Linked DNA regions of Mus musculus: region 2 is linked to region 1. Evidence: chromatin contacts called from public promoter capture Hi-C data. All regions are on one chromosome and are shown on one strand. Each heading gives the region's core, a stretch centred on a gene start, on an enhancer-like site or on the middle of the called end of the contact. The rest is flanking DNA. Distances are from core to core; before and after follow the strand shown.

The links. Promoter capture Hi-C pulls out the DNA fragments that hold promoters and counts their contacts.
Region 2: a contact with region 1 is called in a promoter capture Hi-C map of hematopoietic stem and progenitor cells, with 3 times the contacts expected there. The contact joins the promoter of Trim6 here to the promoter of Olfr631 in region 1. A contact is called at or near these places in 2 of 39 promoter capture datasets (hematopoietic stem and progenitor cells and stem cell-derived epiblast-like cells) and 1 of 115 datasets of contacts at active chromatin or transcription factors (embryonic stem cells).

The regions. Positions count from the first base shown.
Region 1 is chr7:103,913,780-103,916,479 of GRCm38.p6, forward strand. Olfr631 (olfactory receptor 631) reads left to right here and starts at 1,283. Exons shown (of 4, transcript NM_001271020.1): 1 at 1,283-1,375; 2 at 2,474-2,611.
Region 2 is chr7:104,217,323-104,220,090 of GRCm38.p6, forward strand. Trim6 (tripartite motif-containing 6) reads left to right here and starts at 1,473. Exons shown (of 8, transcript NM_001013616.2): 1 at 1,473-1,561.

The DNA of each region.
Region 1 (2,700 bases), core at 33-2,532:
TGTCTTCCAAATGTGTGCTAATTGTACTTTCACAAATTCTGACAGATCACCTATCTGTTTTACTAAATGTGAGCTTTGTATCCGTGTACATACAGAACTCAGGTTGGAGTGCCTCAAAGAGGACACTAAATTGATGCATTTTGATTAAAATTTAAAAGAATGATTAATTTTAGCTAACCTTCAAAAAGGTAATGTATAGTATGATAAAATAAACCTAAATACCAATTGAGAGAACAAACAAGTCGAAATGCAGAGTGCTTTGTGTTTGCTTAGTTTGTCTGTTTCAATATGACCTTTAAATGCTATTGCTTAACTCTAGACCTTCAATTATATAATTTACATAAGAAAAGCATAACATTGTTATATGGGTTTTATAAATAAACATTGTAAAGCCAGTATCAAAAACTCTACACAAATCCTTCTGGTCCACTTTCCCCAGTTGAAGGCTATGACACAGTTTTCATGCCAGTCTCTAAAAGACCATCCTGGTGCATTTTGAGAGGAAAGAAAAGCAAATACATTGACTAATCATATCATGAAGCAAAAACTGAATTTCTTTCTGAAAATATGAAATTGCACATTAGAGGAGTAAAGAAGGTAAGAGCAGTTAGGAAATCTGATTGCTATTGATCATGTAGGAAGTATCCCTTGTATTCCATGTTGAGTAGAGAACCATAAGGAAGCCTGAGATGTTGGCCTGGACAAGCATTTGCAGGCAATTATACAAGGAATGATTAAAGTAGAGTGCTCTCAAAAGTAGAGTGTCTGGCAGAGAAAAGTGAATTATTTAGCACTGAAAAAGCAGAAATAAACACTGAGTAAATAATGCTGTAGGAAGGTAAGATATTTGAAGTAGTTATGACTCTGGACTTGAAAAGAGATGAGCAATTTAGAAAGCAGTATGACATCCCATAGGTAACCCCCTTCATATATCACGCATAGCCTGTGCAGGAAATTATTCTTTGTCATGGGTGAAGGGAGGGGAATGAAGTCACAACTAACAAGGTTGGTTTTTCATAGAACAGAAAAACAATACAATGTGGTAGGATGACTTTCACTGCCGAACCCAGCCCTGCAGAGTAAGGATGCTCCAGCTTCAGATGACTCTGTACAAGGAGGGATGGGGTGTAATGAAGGACTCTGACTACCTGGGTCCCGCCCATGCAGGGACTACAGCCCTGGGGACTCCTTCTTGGCTCTCAAGTTCTCCCAGTTGAAGTGAAGTGCTTTTCAAGCATAGAGGAAGAAAGAGGATAAATACTTCTCTGAAAGAAATCAGCACGAGGCCTCTCCCTGACTTTGCAGCCATTCTGGTCTACAGTACAAACTGCTCTGACTTCATGGGTTTTTTTTTTTTTTTAATTAACATCAGCTGGTAAGTGTCTGCCACTATCTTCTCTTGGAGTGGTGTGGTAGAGAGACCTAGAAGGGAGGGTGGAGGATATGCAGGAAAGGGGTAGGGGGAAGGAATGAATTTTCTGCGAGAGCAATGAGCCCTAATTTGAGCTTCTTCCCGACATGTTTGAGTGACCTTCTGTAAATGTGTTACTCATATTTACCTCACTGAAGCTCAGGTGTTTTTCACTTGAAAAATTAAATCTGAGAATCTGAACTCTCTACAGAAACTCCTCTACTTCTGATGTCCTCAGAGAAAGACAGGGTCAGGCTCAGAGAGAAGGGCCTGATATCATTGGAGAATATGAGAGACCATCTGCAGTGTTATCTTATCATTAGGGAACAGTGTTGCCCCATCCTTATGACTGGACCAGCCAGGCTCTTTCTAGGCCATGCCCAGAGATTAGATTTCCACTGGCACCAAAGGATCAGCTTACTGCTCTATGTGTGCCTCTCCTTGCCCAGCTCTGAACTACACTCAGTATGCCTCTTTCTGTCCTAAACAAAGAGACATTCATTTTTCTAACACATACATTAAGTGCATTTTGACTCTCAGACCTGTGTACACAGTGGAGAATCTAGCTCTGCTCTGCAGGTATTAATGATCACAACCTGTCATGCCAATCTTACTATCCCAGAATGATCTCCTTCTCCACAGTCCACCTCTACTCTATTCAAAAGAGGCATGTTCCACCATGGTGGGGACATTCTTGAGATCTCACTAGGAGGGATCTGTTTGGAATAATTATGTTCAAAACATAAGAAACAGTGTTTCCACCAATAATTCATTCTAGAAATAGCAAATACTAAATTTGATTTTTAAAAAAAATAGGTATAGCAAAAGTAGCTAATTTTTCATCATTTATTAGGAAATCCCATTTTGAGAACTTTTCTCATATTTCATCTATATTTGTTCTGCTTTGACTGTGGCAGTTTCACAGTCATTAAGCATTGACTATGAATTGATAGACAAGACTTCTGTTTTTCTGTGAAAATTTATATATGGGTATTACTCTTCCTCCAAGAACCACCGTCGCGCATTGCCAAGATAAATTACCTGTAATTTTCATTCTAAAAGGAGTTATCCAAGTTCCACCATTATCTCTGTGGACTTCTTGGTTCCAACGAATCCTTCTTCTTGTCTGTTGTGCCATGTCACACTGAAGTCAGTGACAAGAGCCAAGCCTGAACTTCAAACACCCAGGCAGAACAAGAGGTGAGTAGAATGACCACTCATCACTTAATTTCATTCATTATGCAGATACTATATGGTAGAGCGCACCATGTGATAAACACTGACCTGGA
Region 2 (2,768 bases), core at 223-2,722, 300 kb after region 1:
TCCTCCATATGATGGTGCCACCTATTTGTGCTGTCTATAAATCTCTTTTAGGAGCTAATCCCATTGGCAGAGTGTTTGCCCGGACGCACAAAGCCTGGGTTCAATGCTCAACACTGGATCAGCTGGGGCAAGGGGATGCACGCTTGCAATACCGCCACCACCACAGAAGCAGAATCTGGACCATTCTCAGCTACACAGCAAGTTTGAAATCAGCCTGGGAGAAATATGCATGTCACATCACCCTGTCTCAAAACCAAATAAACCTTACCCTTGTATGTTAGACATTGAGCGTCCCATCTTCTCTGCTCTGTTTTTCTATGATTCTTAAGAATGCTTGCACCAGCCAGGCGTGGTGGCACACACCTTTAATCCTAGCACTTGGGAGGCAGAGGCAGGCGGATTTCTGAGTTTGAGGCCAGGCTGGTCTACAAAGTGAGTTCCAGGACAGCCAGGGCTACAGAGAAACCCTGTCTTGAAAAACCAGAAAAAAAAAAAAAAAAAAAAAGGAATGCTTGCACCATGTTTTCCCATCCTCACTCCAAACATCTATTCCTGACTTGACTTTTCATTTTGTGTTTTAAGTTTTTCGAGGCAAAAACACTCTGTAGCCCAGGCTGGTTTAAATTTATGAGTAATCCTCCTGCCTCAGTCTCCTAATGCTGAATTACAATTGTGAGTCAGCCCAGTTCACAGGCTCATGCAGGTAAGGCAAACAATTTACTGCTGAGCCACTTCCTACTCCACCCCCAGCTCCTCCCCAAAGTCTTTCCCCCTCCCCCCATCTTCTGAGATCAGTTGGGTTGTCAGTCTCCCAAACCAGGAAGTTTGGCATTCTTTTCTTTTCACAGTAGCCCTGCCTTTAATAACTTACAGTCTAGGGGTTAGAGAGGTGGCTCAGTGGTTAAGAGCACCGACTGCTTTTCCTGAGTAGTTCAGTTCAATTCCCAGCAATCACATGGTGGCTCACAACCATCTGTAATAGGAATTCGATGCCCTTTTCTGATGTGTCTGAAGACAGCAACAGTGTACTTATATACATAAAATAAATAAATAAATCTTAAAAACAAACAAACAAACAAAAAACCCAAAACCCTTACAGTCCAGTTCCAGTCCAGTTCAGTTTGCATATGTAAATGTATAAGTACTTCAGTATAAAAGTAGTCTTTTGGTTCCATGCGTTAAAATTAGAGATACACACAGGTAATTTAAAGTTGGCAGATTTTTGTAATCCATCAAATGCAGTCACCTTTTAATTGTATGGCTAGACCTTTTATTCTTTAGACATTTCAATATATTGATAGTGAGAACAGGTGTATTAAACACTTGCATACGGTAGAAAGCCTAAGTCTCTAATGATGATGTTCTTAAAGACTGTTCCATAGACTTGTCTAGGGCATCTTCGCATTTCTGACCCGGGGTTTGGTCCCAGCCAGCACAGGGGTCAGCCCCGCCTCCTCCGCCAGGCCCGCCCCTTTTTCCTGGAGTCCGGCTTTAGTACTGGAAGGAGCCGTCTCCTTGGCTGCAAGTCCTCGGCACTGATCCAGGCACGGATTCCAGATTGGTGAGCAAACCCATTTTCTGACCAGTCGTTGCTGTCCCACTGGTGTGTAGAGTCTGTGCTGCCTTACTATTTGTGTTGGGGCTCACGCGTGCAAGAAGAGTTGCGGGACTGCCTCTTTGAGTTTCCTTGAGTTTGGGAAGCATTGGAGAGGCATGTTCGCGGCTAGGAATAGGCAGTATTCCTATAGCCCTAAGCGGGAAACGGGCGTTGAACCTGGATTTTGGAGGCAAAGGCACACTGCTCTGGGAGATTCCCGTTCGGAGTCCCGAGTGGATTCAGAGGTCAACATCTCCTCCCCCAGCTCCAGGAAGTAGGTTTATTCCCCCCAACCCCCAACCCCCTCCCAAGCAGGCCCGGCTTCTTCCAGGAAGAGTTGGGAGATGAGCTACTCTACCTGCCCCGACCCGGTCTACACCGGCTGCAACCAGTCGGAGCTAGGAGCCCTAGGGCCTCTCCAGAGGAAGCCGAGGCAAGCTGGGCGGAGTTAGGAACAGACCCCAGCCAGGATTTCTGGCCCTCGGAATTAGGCTTCCGGACGTGCTCTGGAGAAGTTTGCCTACCGGGTACTCTTCATCTGCGGACCTTCTCTGGGGGTGCCTACCGCCCCGTTACTCTGCTGAGTCACTTCTGACGGAGGCAGGCCGAGACAGTGAGGTGATTTATTGTGAATAACTTGGCTGAGATAGGGAGCATTGAATTTATGTATTCTAAAAGTATGTATGTAAACTCAATTTTTTTTCAGATATATCCTTCTATAACCCAAGCTACCCTATCGCTAACCATCTTCTTGATTCCAACCCTCTTCTCTGGTGTTACGATTACAGGCCTGAGCTACCGACACAGCAAAGGGACATTTATTTTATCAGTCATTTGAGAAAAATAGGTGTTACAGCTAGTTATGTTGCGTGTGTTTCAGTACAGGACCTGAAAATTGGATGCCGTATGTCCCCAGTCTGTTTATTTAGCCTCTGAGCTTTAACATTAAAAAAAAAAATTTATTTATTATTATACATAAGTACAATGTAGCTGTCTTCAGACACACCAGAAGAGGGCATCAGATCTCATTACTGGTGGTTGTGAGCCACCATGTGCTTGCTGGGGTTTGAACTCAGGACCTTCGGAAGAGCAGTCAGTGCTCTTACCCACTGAGCCGTCTCCTTAACATTTTTTTAATATGTAGCGTGGACAGAGCAATACAATGGGTGGA